2 separate regions of the Macaca mulatta genome follow, and region 2 is linked to region 1. The links are chromatin contacts, called in public Hi-C maps. All regions are on one chromosome and are shown on one strand. Each heading gives the region's core, a stretch centred on a gene start, on an enhancer-like site or on the middle of the called end of the contact. The rest is flanking DNA. Distances are from core to core; before and after follow the strand shown. Region 1 holds the start of UQCR11 (ubiquinol-cytochrome c reductase, complex III subunit XI). Region 2 holds the start of TCF3 (transcription factor 3).

The links. A called contact is a pair of places that touch in the nucleus more often than the background predicts.
Region 2: a contact with region 1 is called in a Hi-C map of cortical neurons, with 2.7 times the contacts expected there. The contact joins the promoter of TCF3 here to the promoter of UQCR11 in region 1. A contact is called at or near these places in 3 of 14 Hi-C or Micro-C datasets (cortical neurons, fetal cortex germinal zone and liver).

Annotation. Positions count from the first base shown.
Region 1 is chr19:2,296,477-2,303,720 of T2T-MMU8v2.0, reverse strand. It overlaps UQCR11 (ubiquinol-cytochrome c reductase, complex III subunit XI), which reads left to right and starts at 3,759. Exons shown (of 3, transcript NM_001257804.1): 1 at 3,759-3,886. The coding sequence starts at 3,837. It overlaps TCF3 (transcription factor 3), which reads left to right. Exons shown (of 21, transcript XM_077979006.1): 21 at 1-266.
Region 2 is chr19:2,346,944-2,354,187 of T2T-MMU8v2.0, reverse strand. It overlaps TCF3 (transcription factor 3), which reads left to right and starts at 3,920. Exons shown (of 21, transcript XM_077979006.1): 1 at 3,920-3,961; 2 at 4,091-4,227; 3 at 6,189-6,299. The coding sequence starts at 6,228.

The DNA of each region.
Region 1 (7,244 bases), core at 2,510-5,009:
TCCTGCATAGAATTTAAACGAGATTCACCCGGCGCCAGGAGGGAGAAACAGCAGTGTCGGGGAACCACAATTATGGGGGGGGGGGGTGTGCTCTGAGTGCCTCAAGATGGTTTTCAAAAAAATTTTTTTAAAGAAAATAATTTTATACGTGTCAACACAGCTGGCTGGATTATTGGGACTTTTAAACGATCCTCTTTAAAGTGGATTCAGAGACCTGTCCTGTATATAACAGCACTGTAGCAATAAATGTGACATTTTATAACGAAGCTCTGCAGTCCCTGGATTCTTTCTGGTGTCACGTGTTTAGGAAGGGAAGTGGGGGGCAGGGTCAGAGGTCTTGCCCTAAACTCTCGGCCCCTGACGTTCACCTTGGTGGGTGCAGCGAGGACTGTGGTCTGCCCTGTGCACTGGGCCTCCTCGAAGTCACTCCTCACTCTGAGGGGCCCGCAGCTCCCCTGGCAGCTGGGAACCTGCACCTGTACCCAGGGCTCCAGGCCACCTGGAAGCAGGATTGGCTTCCGGAGAAAAACACCTCCCTGGGGGCTGCACTTGGGCGCATCCAGGACCTGTGGTCCTCCCAGCCCGAGGGCTCCCGATCTCCCAACGTCCCCCCGGGCTGTTGGAACCCACTTCACTGCCCCTTCCTGCTCCCGAAGTCTGAGCCTGTCACTGCCCCTCTGGAACCTTCCACGGCCCCCTGTTGCTGGCAGCATCAACTCCGCACTCCTCAGTGGGGCATTCGTGATGTCCTCCACAACCGGACACCCACAGAACCATGGACAAGGCTCTCTGGGGGGAAGAGGTGTGGCAGGACCCGTCGGGACGCTGCTCATCCTAAAGCGCCCACCGGCATCTGCTGTTGTGCCCAGAGGCTTCCCTGCTCCATCTCTTCGAGGACACAGCTGGACTGCCCTGGTCCCCTGTGGGGCTGAGGTGGGAGTGCCTTCCTGGCCACTTGAGGGGGGTGGCCCCCAGGAGAGAGCCCTTTAGTGCACAAGTGCCTGAGGGAGAAAGTCAAGCACAGTGACTCATGCCTGTCATCCCAGCACTTCAGGTGGCTAGGGTGGGAGTATCTTCTGAGGCCAGGAGTTCCAGTCCAGCCTGGGCAACATAGTGAGACCCCATGTCTATTTTTTTTTTAAGGGAAAGAGAGTGGCCAGGAGTTGACAGAAGGTGCTGAGGGAGCCCTGTCCACCACTCAGCACCCAGCTCGCCTCTACATTCATGCTGGAAAACAACTTTTAAAACATGCATTGGCCAGGCGCGGTGGCTCACACCTGTCATCCCACCACTTTGGGAAGCTGAGGCGGGTGGATCACTTGAGGTCAGGAGTTTGAGAACAGCTTGGCCAACATGGTGAAACCCTGTCTCTACCAAAAATACAAAAATTAGCTGAGCATGGTGATGCATACCCGTAATCCCAGCTACTTGGGAGACTGAGGCAGGAGAATAGCTTGAACCCAGGAGGCGGGGATTGCAGAGATCCGAGATTGCACCACTGTGTTCTACCCTGGGCGAGAGAGGAAGACTGTCTCAAAAAATTAAAATTAAATTGGTTGTGCCTGGTGACACACACTTGTAGTCCCAGCTACTTAGGAGGCTGAGGTGGGAGGATCACTTGAGACCAGGAGCTTGCGGTGGCAGTGAACTGTAATTGTACCACTGCACTCCAGCCTGGGCAAGAGAGCCACACCAGACCCTGTCTCAAAAAAAGGTGGAGGGGGCATCCAGATGGTCCAACAAAATAACAAAAACCGGCTCAAGAAACAAAAAGGAAGTTCTATGTCATGTTGAATGGCTTCAGGCACAGCTGGATCCAGGCATCATTACAAATCTCTCTCCATCTCCCAGCTCTTGTTTTTATCACTCTCACTCTCTGGTGAACTCTTTTTTTTTTTTTTTTTGAGATGCAGTTTCACTCTTGTTTCCCAGGCTGGAGTGCAGTGGCGTGATCTCGGCTCACCACCGCAACCTCCGCCTCTCGGGTTTTCAAGCGATTCTCCTGCCTCAGACTCCCGAGTAGCTGGAATTACAGGCATCCGTCACCATGTCTGGCTAATTTTGTATTTTTAACAGAGATGGGGTTTCTCCATGTTGGTCAGGCTGGTCTCGAACTCCTAATCTCAGGTGATCTGCCCACCATGACCTCCCAAAGTGCTGCGATTACAGGCGTGAGCCACTGCGCCCGGCCCCTGGTGAACTCTTACTAAACTGTGGCATCTGGAAACTGGGCTGACATTCCAGCAGCCCTTGTGTTCCTGTCCTTTCTCTTAATAGTCATTATGTCAACCCCTGCATCCCACTTTTTTAAGTTTCCACCAATGGGAAGAGTCTTATTCAGGTGTTCTCTGATCCCAAGCTCAAAAACCCCAAGGCAACTGGAAAGTTCTACAAACAACGCCCAGCCCGATGGCTCATGCCTGTAATCCCAGCACTTTGGGAGGCTGAAGTGGCTGGATCACTTGAGGTCAGGAGTTCAAAACCAGCCTAGCCAACGTGGTGAAACCCGGTCTCTACTAAAAATACAAAAACTAGCTGGGCATGGTAGCACGTGCCTGTAGTCCCAGCTACTTGGGAGGCTGAGGCAGGAGAATCGTTTGAACCCCGGAGGTGGACGTTGCAGTGAGTCGAGATTGCCTCATTGCAGTCCAGCCTGGATGACAGAGCGAGACTCCGTCTCAAAAAAAAAAGAAAAAAGAAACAGTGCCCAGACTGTGGTATCCAAAACCTATTTCCGGCTCCCACCTTGAGTCCTTGACCAGGGATAGGGATGGGTTAGCACCCGCAGCCCCGAGAGAGCTGCAGGCTTGGAGAGTACTGAGGGCCGACCCCAGCAGGACAGGCCAGGCTGGGCAGACAGACGAACCCATGGTGTCCGTTCCTTATCACGAGGCCTGCAAATGAGGCTGGCACCCCAGGGACAAATCACGCCCAGTTCCCCGTCTAGGTTATGGCCTTTCCTTTCATGCTGTAAAGGTGCCTGGGGGTCAGGCAGTCCAGGAGGGCTTCCTGAGGGAGGCGACTCCTGAAAATGGGGGAAAAGACAGAAAAGTGCCATGGCGGTGTCTGGGAATGTGCCCCTCTTCCTTCTGCCCACACCGGCCCGGTGTGCATGGGGAGGCTGGAAGCTGGGAGCTGAGTGAACATGTACGGTGCTGCGCCGGGTTGTGGGAGAGCAGAGGAAGCAGGGACTGGAGAAAGGCGAGCCCAAGCGAGCCTGGTGCGGTGGAAAGCAGGAGGCAGAAGGACCTGCCTGTCATCAGCTAAGACCATTCAGAGACGTTCACCGTGCAAGGAGCCAGGCCTCCCTCTGCTGCCTGAATGAGGAATCACCCAGGCTCGCAAACCAAAACCTGCAAAGTGATTTCCGACAGCCTCCAGGCAACTGGCAACTTTGAGGCTCAGGGAAGCACTGCCGCTCGGCCAAAGTCCTACAGCGAATCAGGAACAACGCCTGACGCCTCCAAAAGTGGGCTCCAGTCCCAGCTCTTCCCCTCTGTGTGACTCTGGGCAAGACGCTACCCCGCTGGACGTCCTGGCACATGCTAGGCGCATAAAATCATTGGCAGGTAGCCCCGTGGAGCCTAGAGGCAAAATCGGCCGTCAGAACACGTGCCCAAAATGCCCCGCCCTAACCCCGCCCACTCCGGGCCACCTCTCCCTGGTCGTCCAACCCTCGCCGGAAGTTACTGTAAGCGGCTTCCGGGTCTGCGCGCATAGCGGCGGATGATTTCTTTTTTTTTTCCTTTCCCTGCGCGCGTGCGCGCCGCGGTCGCGCCTGCGCAGTGTGGCCGGGTCAGCCGACAGGGTCACCCTGAGGGTGCGACTCCGCCGCGATGGTGACCCGGTTCCTGGGTCCGCGCTACCGTCAGCTGGTCAAGAACTGGTGAGGACGTCGCCCCGCGGCCCCATCCGCCCTCCCGCCTCGGCCCACCCCCGCGCCGCTGCGTTCCGTGTTTGTGCGCGTTTCCGGGGGCTGGGCCCGGCCCAGGTCCCTTGTTGTGCCCGGTGACAGAGGGGGAAACTGAGGCCGAGAGGCGGAGCGGCGCGTCCCGACGTGAACGGGACGTGGCGGACCCAAGGCCAAACCCCAGCATGTCTGGCTCCAAGCCTCAGTTTCCCCGTCTCTACCGGGGGGTCCGGGTGGTGACCCCTTGGACGGAAACGCCCAGAAGGCGCCGAGCCCCGATCCGCAGCCCAGCACTCGCGGCATCTTCGGCCTTTGCCATTATTTTGTTTTTTATGATTTTTAACAAGGAACGTGAAAGCTGCCGCTGTGCCTGATCCCACGTGGGCAGCTGGCCGGCATAGGGGTGGCCCCCATAGAAGCCGGGCTGGGGGTGGCCTCCGTAGGGTTGTCTCGTGTTTCCACGTGGGTTGCTAAGAAGCAAGGCCTGGCTGGGTGCGGTGGCTCCCGCCTGTGATCCCAGCGCTTTGGGAGGCCGAGGCGGCCAGATCACCTGAGGTCAGGAGTTCAAGACCAGCCTGGCCAACATGCTGAAACCTCCAGTCTCTACTAAAAATGCAAAAATTAGCCAGGCCTGGTGGCAGGTGCCTCTAATCCCAGCTACTTGGGAGGCTGAGGAAGGAGAATTGCTTGAACCCGGGAGGCGGAGGTTGCGGTGAGCTGAGATTGCGCCAGTTTACTCCAGCCTGGGCAACACCCGTTTTTAAAAAAGAAAAAAGCAAAGGCTATGATTGGCAGTGTGTCCGGAAGCCAGAACATACTTCCTCCATCCCAGACTGGGGGACAGGTTGGGGACAGGGTCTGGACGGTGGAGCTGACTGGGACCATCAAGGGGAACGTGATAGTGGCGTTTTATAGCGTGGGTAACTTAGGCCTGGGATGAGGAAGCCTGCTCCTAGCTGAGAACCCAGCAGCCTATAGTAGCCAATGCAGCCCCTCCCGGGTGCAGCAGGTCCACTTCTGTGCCCAGTCACAGTGGGAACCACCCGTCATCCATGCTTTCATCCAACAGCAGGCATTTATTGAGCACCTACTATGTGTTAGGGACACAACAATAGACAGAACCCTTGTGGGCGGACATTCTGGTTGGCGGGCAAGGAAAAGTGAAGAAATGAGACCTGTGGTGCAGGGCTGACCTAAAATAAGTGGGAGAGGAAGGGGTGCAGACACCTGCATGCAAGGGGCCGTGCAGGGCTAAGCCACCAGACAGTGGCTTTGGGAGGCCAGGGAGCAGGTCTCATCCCCAGGAGGCACTGTGGGGTTGTGTCTCAGAGTCTCAGACTCAGGACTGGGAGGGCCACAGTTCACCAGCTGGGGACCCTGCAGTCCACACCCGTTCTGGGCCCTGCTGGGGCTTGGTTTGAGGAAGGGGTTTTCATGGTGGCGAGGTCGTTGGTCAGTGTGGTCATGGTCTGTACATCCTTCCTCGGTGGCTAGTGGAAATCAGGTTTCGTGGGCTCTTCCCACACTGTCCAAATCCACAGGGTCCTACATGGGGTGACCAAGATGATAGGGGAGGAGAAGGCCGGCCCACTGGACATATTTATGGCAGGCTTCTCTGGTGGTTAATAACCCAGGGCTGGGCGTGGTGGCTCACACCTGTAATCCCAGAACCTTGGGAGGCTGAGGTGGGTGGATCCCTTGAGGTCAGGAGTTTGAGAACAGCCTGGCCAACATGGTGAAACGCTGTCTCTACTAAAAATACAAAAATTAGCCGGGCGTGGTGGTGGGCGCCTGTAATCCCAGCTATGTGGGAGGCTGAGACAGGAGAATTACTTGAACCCCGGAGGTGGGGGTTGCAGTAGCCGAGATCACATCACTGCACTCCAGCCTGGGTGACAAAGCGAGGCTCTATCTCAAAATAAAACAAACAAACAAACAAACAAACTTACCCAGAATGCCATCAAGACACAGGTATAAAGATTCCTGCCCTGTTGGTGGCATCTGCCTCTGAGCCAGGTTCCAGGAGCAGATGTGCATACCACCAGCTGGTGAGCGGGCACCGGGCCTGCACTTGGAGAGTGTCTCTGGTGAGGCCCTTGGGGCAATGTGTGCAGGGTTTGTTCATCCGCCTTCTCTGCCTCCAGGAGGAGCACCCCTTGCCACCCCAACATCCCAGCTATGTGATTCGCTGTGATCCAGGGAGGTGAATCGGATTTCTTTTTTTTTTCCGAGACATAGTCTCACTGTCGCCCAGGCTAGAGGGCAGTGGTGCAATCTCGGTTCACTGCAAGCTCCACTTATAGAGTTCAAGTGATTCTCCCGCCTCAGCCTCCCCAGTAGCTGGGACTACAGGTGGGCACCACCACACCTGGCTAATTTGCGTATTTTTAGTAGAGATGAGGTTTCACCATGTTGGCCAGGCTGGTCTTGAATTCCTGACCTCAGGTGATCCGCGCCTCTCGGCCTCCCGAAGTGCTGGGATTACAGGCGTGAGCCACCATGCCCTGCCTGGAATTGGATTTTAATTTCAGCCCTCTGTTGGGCCAGCAGTGGGCCTGCAATTGTTATCTAGTGCTGTGTACATAAGAAATGGTCTCCCGGCCGGGCGCGGTGGCTCAAGCCTGTAATCCCAGCACTTTGGGAAGCCAAGGCGGGTGGATCACGAGGTCAGGAGATCGAGACCATCCTGGCTAACACGGTGAAACCCCGTCTCTACTAAAAAAATACAAAAAACTAGCCGGGCGAGGTGGCGGGCGCCTGTAGTCCCAGCTACTTGGGAGGCTGAGGCAGGAGAATGGCGTAAACCTGGGAGGCGGAGCTTGCAGTGACCTGATCCGGCCACTGCACTCCAGCCTGGGCAACAGAGTGAGACTCCGTCTCAAAAAAAAAAAAAAAAAGAAATGGTCTCCCAAAATTAGCCACTTAAACCAGCAAATACTCCTTATCTCACAGTTTCAGTGGGTGCACTGCGCCGACTCCTCAGGCTCTCTTGTGAGGCTGCAGTCTCATCCGAGGGCGTGACCAGGCAGATCCGTTTCCGAGATCCTTCACGGGGTCGTTGGCTGGGTTCATTTCCTTCTTAGCTGGAGGCTGCCATCAGTTCTCTGCCACATGGATCCCTTCATAGGGCAGCTCACAGCATGGCAGCTGGCTTCTCCAGAGGCAGCTAGAGGGTGCACAAAGGTGCCCAGGATGGAAGCCAGTCGTTTTCTTTTCTTTTTTTTGAGATGGAGTCTCACTTTGTCACCCAGGCTAGAGTGCAGTGGCGCAATCTCGGCTCACTGCAACCTCCGCCTCCTGGGTTCAAGCTATTCCCCCGCCTCAGCCTCCTGAG
Region 2 (7,244 bases), core at 2,671-5,170, 50 kb before region 1:
ACACCACTGCACTCCAGCCTGGAGACAGAGCGAGACTCTGTCTCAAAAAAAATTAAAAAATTAAAAATAAATTAAAAATGAAGTCAGGGAGAATAAGGGAATGGGCCCTACCCTGGCCAAGTCCCAGTCCAGGGCTCTATGGGTTGGTCCTGAGCTAGTCGTGTTGGGATCAAGCCCCTTGCTGGGGGTCTGAGCGGGAGCAGGAAGCCCCCACCTTGGAAGGCAACACCGATCACCCCAGCTGCTGGCACTCCGTGGATGCTGCAGCGAGGTCTGTGCCGGGGGAGCGAGGTCTGTGCCGGGGGAGCGAGGTCTGTGCCGGGGGAGCGAGGTCTGTGCCGGGGGAGCGAGGTCTGTGCCGGGGGAGTGAGGTCTGTGCTGGGGGAGTGAGGTTTGTGCCGGGGCCTGACACCGGTGATAAGAGCTGGGCCGCCACTCCCTTCTCCGCCCTGCTGGAGGGCGCTGGATGTGGGGGGAGTTTGTTCACACCCTGGGAGAAGTCAAAGGTCTCCCCACTTTAGGGACAAATGGAAACAGAAATCTGGAGGGTGGCCCCGAAGTCCTAATCCAAGCCCACTCTCTCTGTGGACGGCTGTGGCCTGCACACCTACTGTGTCTGTCTCCGGAAGCCTCACCATCGCCCCCCGTCCGCCCCGCTCCTGTGTCTCCCGTTCCCTAGTGGGAACTTGTCCTTGGCCTCAGTTTTTCTCACATAACGTGGTTCATGTTGGTGAGGGCGCACACAGTAGGTGTGGAGGGAACACGCGGCAGGTGGAGAGGCCCCGCTTCTCCTCCTGCCCAGCCCCAGAGCAGAACAAAGGCCACAGTCAGGAGGATGGCTCACTGCCTGTCCCGGTGCCAGGGCCTTGGCGGGAGCACCCAGGCCTCGGGGCTGGGCAGAGGTGGTGGCCGAGTGGGGGCCCCCACTGGCTGCTCCACCCAGTGACTCAGCCCCAGGACAGACCTCCTCGGGGAAAACAATGGTGGCTTGTGGTTGCCGGCAGAGCCTCCTGGCAGGCGTGAGCCCCAGGGTGTCCTGGGGCCCAGGGAGGAGATCTCTGAGTCTCAGTTTCCTCATCTGTACAATAGGTGGAACCACACAGGCGGGAGGACCTCACAGGAAAGAGTCACACTCAGGACTAGACAAGGTGTCCCTGATGGGTCATCCTGCCCAGGACAGCAGGGACTGGGTCCGTCACCATCCGCAGTGCTACAATGCCCAGCGCAAGGCCCCGTACAGTGTCAGAGCCTAATCATTGAATAGTCCTGCCCGGCGTGGTGGCACAAGCCTATAATCCCAGAACTCTGGGAGGCCGAGGCGGGAGGATCACTTGTGCCTAGGAGTTCAAGACTAGCCTGGGCAACTATAGGGAGAACTCCGTCTCTATAAAAAGTACAAAATTAGCTAGGTGTGGTGGTGCGTGCCTGTGGTCCCAGCTACTCAGGAATTTGAGGCAGGAGGATCGTTTGAGTCCAGGAGGTCAAGGCTGCAGTGAGCTGTGATCTTACCACTGCACTCCAGCCTGGGCGACAGAGCGAGACTTTCTCAAAATAATAATAACAGTAATAATAATAATAATAATAATAATAATAATAATTGGTCCATGAATGGATGGTTGCTTCCCTTCCACGGGTGAAACTAAAGGGCTCCTTGGGGGGACTCTGGCTCCCACACTATGGCTTGGACCCAGAATGTGAGTGGCCCACATTGTGTGAGGCTCCAGCCCAGCCTTCAAGAGCCCCCTGCACTGGAATGGGGAGAGCCAGACCCGGCCCCAGACACCCTCAGACCCGTGGGATCAGGGCTGGGCCACAGGGGAGGGCTGAGGGCTGAAGAGACTGGGGTGGGATTGGAGCTGCTTGGAGACCCTCGCTCTGGAGAGGTGTCTCAGTGGGGGTGGCTGAGGAAGGCAAGCATCAGCTGTGAGCACCTACTCTGTGCCAAACGCCCCCCCTTCCACTGTCCAGATGGGGAAACCGAGGCCCGGAGAGTAGCATGAACTTGCCTGAGGTCAGAGTGAGGTGGAGAGGGATGAGGGATTGCGGCACAGACCCCGTGACCCACAGCCCTCTCCCCAGACCTGCAGCATGTGGGGATCTCTCTGGGCACAGAGGGTCAGACTGTGGACAGCCCAGGTGTATAGCAGGAGGGGTTTGTAGCTTTGGTGGGGGGCCCCTGTGGCCCTGCCTCCCTGCTGCCCTGGCCTAGGAGCAGCATTGAACTGTGATGACTCAGGGGCTCCAGATAGGGGTGGGAATAGCCTCCCAGGTAGAGGGCACAGCAAATGTAGAGGCTCAGGGTGGGGATGAGCTTAGCAGGTGCTGGACCATCCAGAGGGTGGGATGGCTGGAGCCAAGCAGGCCAGCGAGATAGCGGCATCTTCCCAGGCTGGAAGTGGAGCATTTCCCTTTGGGGCCCCAGGGAGCCCTGGGACATTGTGCTATTTTCATTTATTTGTTTAGTTATTTATTTTTTGAAACAGAGCCTCGTTCTGTCACCTACCCTCGAGTGCAGTGCTACGATCTCCACTCATTGCAACCTCCGCCTCCTGCCTCAGCCTCCCAAGTAGCTGAGATTATAGGTGTATGCCACCACGCCCAGCTAATTTTTGTATTTTTGTTTTATTTTACTTATTTATTTTTTAGAGACGGAGTTTTGTTCTTATTGCCCAGGCTGGAGTACAATGGCGCCATCTTGCTCATTGCAACCTCCACCTTCCGGGTTCAAGCGATTCTCCTGCCTCAGCCTCTCGAGTAGCTGGGATTACAGGCACCCGCCACCATGCCCGGCTAATTTTTGTATTTTTAGTAGAGACGGGGTTTCACCGTGTTGGCCAGAGTGGTCTCGAACTCCTGACCTCAGGTGATCTGCCCACCTTGGCCTCCCAAAGTACTGGGAATACAAGCGTGGGCCACCGCGTCCAGTCAACTTTTTAAATTATTATTTTAAATTATTTAAAAAATTTTTAGAGATGGGTATAGGGGGGTTTCACTGTGTTGTTCAGGCTATTCTCGAACTCCTGGCCTCAAGCGATCTTCCCGCCTCGGCCTCCCAAAGCGCTGGGATCACAGGTAGGAGCCACCGCGCCCTGCCCTAGGCGGGGTCACTTTTTGCTAAGATGTAGACACGGACTACTAAGAATCAGGAAGCCAGATCTGGCCTGAGTTCTGTCCAAAGTCAGGTCCAAATTCACAGATACCGAGACGGCGACTCGGGTCGGCAAAGGCACTGCGGAGGCTCCCCGTGGAGATCTCTGACCCAGAGCCGGAGCGAGCCTCGGTTTTCCCGCCAGGAAAATGGGTCCGACGTGGCCCCCTCGGGGCCGGGGTACCCGCTCGCACCACTCGGCACGCAGGGCCGGCCCGATCAACACAAATACAACCAAGCCGAAGGGGCCGCGCGGGCGGCCACGCCAACCTGAGAACAAAACTCCAGGACCCACCCCCGCCGCTTCTCGCGGCCTCTCGCTCGCAGAGTCCCGCCTCTGCCGCGGGGCGGGGCCGAAAAGAAACGAGGCGGGGACTCACCACGAATGGCTAGGATCCCCGCCCATCAGACTTTCACGCCTTTCGACTGGCCAGACTGTTCTGTCTTATCTTTCAATCTCACGGGCCTTACTCGCTTGCGTAATAGACTAACTCCACAGCTCGTGTGTGCTTCCGCGGAGGGGGATAGTTCGTGCTTTCTACCTACGTCGTGGCCCGACCGCCCCCTCTGCGCGTCCCCGCTCCCAGGCTCTGGACCTCGCGGGGATTCGGGGTCCTTACGAGGGTGCTCTGGAGGCCCAGCTGTGGCGTTCGGTCCCGAGCCGCCCGGAGATGGCGGAGGGATCCGCGTGGGACGCCGGGCGGGGCACGCGGGGGCGGGGCAGAGGCGGGGCCTGCGCGGGGCGGGGCGGGGCGTCGCGGGGCGGGGGGCGGAACATGTCTCCCGCCGCAGGAAGATGAGGCAGCGGCGGCGGCTGCGGGCGTAGCGGGCCGGAGCGACGCGGCGGCGGGCACCGCGGGCACCGCGAACGCCGCTGCCCCAGGGGCGCCCCGGCCGGCCGCGCGCACGGGCCCCGCGGGACGGGCCACGCGGGGGTGGGAGGGGCCCGGGCCACGCGCGCCGCCGCCGCCGCCCACGCGCGACCCTCGGGGGCCCGGCCGCGACGCCCCTTTGTCCGGGGGGGGCCCCGCTTCATGCCACCGCCCCCCACGCGCCGCGTGCCCGGCCGCGCCCAGCAGGTGAGCCCAGCGGGGGGCGGGGGGCGCGCCTGGGACCCCCGCGCTTTGTGCCCAGGGGACCCCGTCCCGCCTCGCGCGCGTTTTTGGGGGTCGCGGAGGAAGTCGGAGCGGGGGCAGCCTCGGGGGGCGCCCCGCGGCCCGGGAGTCATTGTTCTCCAACTTCGCGCGGCGCCGGGGGGGCGGCGACGTGGAGGGGCCCGGAGCTCGCCAGGCCCGCGCCGCCCCCGTCGGGCCGGGCACTTCGGGAAACTTTGCGCAGCCCTGGGCGGGGGTGCGGGGGGCGCCGGACGGGCTATGCAACTTGGGCGCGAGGACCGCCCCCCCCCAACCCGGGCGCACGGGGACCCCGGGGCGCCCCCTTTTTCGGGTAGAGGGGGCCCGGCCCGGGCGCCGGAGTTTGTGGGGGGAGCGCGCGGGAGGGGCGTCCTTTTGTCTGCGCGGGGAAGGTGCCGCGCGCTGCAGGCGCTGGTCGGGGCCGGGCGGGCCGCGGGGGGGGCGCGCGGGGAACATCTGCTCCGCGTTAATGCGGGGCGAGGCGGCGGCCGCGCTGCGAGCTTCAAAGGCTCCCGGGTCGCGCCGCCTGCACCGGCTGCGGGGGGGGAGGGGGTCCGGCTTCCCGGGCCGTCCCCCCCCCGCCCCCGGGGAAAAAGGCGTTTCAGGGCTCCCCCCTTCGGCGCCGCGCAAAGTGGCTTCGAACATCCTCCAAGTCTCTCAAAGTCCTTGGGACGCCCCAGAAGTCTTCCAGCTCCCCTAGAATGCCCGTTTCAGCTCGCCACCCCCCCCAACTAAGTCTGTCTTAAAATCGGTTTCAACTACCCCACGAAAAAGTGCGGTTTCGTAGTCCTCAAAAAAAGTCAGTTTCACACGCCCTCCAAAAAAGAAAAAAACTGAGCGGGGGAGGGGCTGCGCTGGGGCGCCCGCTTCACACCCGGCCTCCAGTTGGCAGACAAAGAGGGGATTTCTCTGCTGCCTAAGTTGGGTCTCCCTCGTCCTCGGAGGCCCCTCCCCACCCCCAGCCTTGGAGGTATCTCCCGGGCTGCCCCCGTCCCCACCTGGGGACCCCTGGGGAAAGTCGAGACTGGAGGGGCCTGGAGTGCATTTCTTTGGGACGGAGATTTTTCTCTGTACCTTTTTCTGGGGGTGGAATGGGTCCTGGCAGGTGGATCCCCCATCCGCCATTCTAGAATGGCGGGGGCACCCTGGTCTTGGGACCCTCTCCCCGCTCAGGGAGGGCGGGTGAGGGATGTTGTCAAAGTTTTGCTTAAAAATAATTCCCGGATACATCGTGACAGTAAAGCAACCTAGGGTTGTTTTTTTTCTTTTTTGAACACTGTTAGGGTTTTTTAGGGGGAGGGAGATTGAGGGTGGAGGGAAGCTTTACTGGTCCCTGCATAGAGTGCGCCCCCCCACTTTAAGTTGTGAAGCTTGTAAAAGAGTTTCGTGGTTTTCTGACTTGTGGATTTCCTTCATGTCGAATTTGGGGGCGACCTTGTCTTCAACGGGCTGTGACGTCTGGGTGGGGGGATCACCAAATTTCCCTCGGAGTGAGGTAGGGCCGGGCTGTTCCTCCTCTTCCCAGGGGAGTAGGGGGGCCTCAGAGGAAACCCGGGGGTGGTTGGAAATGAGAGACGTGGGGAAAGGAGAGGTTCTGGCTGCCCTGCGTGCAGTTTAAACTTGGCAACTTGACGCCCTGGTGGTCTCTGGGGGAGTTAGGGAGTTTATATTTGCACACCCTCCCCCCATTTTTCAGACTCCCGGTGGCCTCTGGGGAGGGCTCTACGGGGACCCAGACTCTGGAATTCCATCTTCCCTGCCCCTGCTCCCAGGGCTCCGCTGGAACTCAGACCCCAGGGCAGTTGAGGGTTTTTTAGGCGGCTTCCCCACTCTGTGTTTTGGCCACTCACACCTCTTTTCTCCTCCCTGTTTCTCCCTGTCCATCTGTCCCCACGTCCACCATGCAGGGTTTCCAGGCCTGAGGTGCCCGCCCTGGCCCCAGGAGAATGAACCAGCCGCAGAGGATGGCGCCTGTGGGCACAGACAAGGAGCTCAGTGACCTCCTGGACTTCAGCATGGTGAGCCAGGACCCCTGCCCAGCCCCCGACACCCCTTTGCCCCACAGTTCACGGGAAGGTTTTCAGGGCACAGTGTTTGCTGAATACGTCAGCGATGGAGCCTCAGCTGTTTGGATGGGAGGCTCCGGTGGGGCTGGGGGTGTGCGTTGCTCTGGCAGGAGGCTGACACCGCAAGGCAGTGGGTGCGCCATGGGGATCTCACCCGGACGCAGCATGCTACAGTCCACTGCTGTACAAATGGGGAAAGTGAGGCCTCAGGGGCGTGGTCCTGGGCCCCCAGCTTGGCTGGGTAAGCCAGCTCCGGCCTTGATCTTCTGATCTGTAAAATGGACCTGATCAGGGTCGCTTCCTCCATTGAAGATACAAAAATTAAAAGTTAAGTAAAAGGCCACTGCGCTCCAGCCTGGATGACAGTGAGACCCTGGAGACCTTGTTTCAATAATTGGAAGGGGGCTGGGCACAGTGGTTCCCCCCTGTCATTCCAGCACTTTGGGAGGCTGAGGCGGGAGGATCGCTTGAGGCCGGGAGTTCCAAGTCCAGCCCAGGCAACATAGTGAGACCCCGTTTCTCAAAAAACCAAAACAAAACAAAGCAAAAACAAAACTCAAAAAATTAGCTAATAGAGGTGGTATATGCCTGTGGTCCCAGCTACGCGGGAGGCTGAGGCAAGGAGGATCACTTGAGCCCTGGAGGTGGAGGCTGCGGCGAGCTGTGATCGCGCCACTGCTCTTCCTCCGGGGCGATAAAGACCACTCCTCAAGGAAAAAAGGAGGGGGTGCCTATTACTGAGCAGAAAAGCCTGCATGAACAGGGTGGGCACCACCTTCCCCACACAGGACTGCCCTGGTGGGCAGAGGACACGGGCATGAAACCGACTGTGTGTTTAATTAGTCACACGTGGGTGCTGAAGTTAAGATGCCAGGAGCCGGGCTTGGGCCAGGAGGA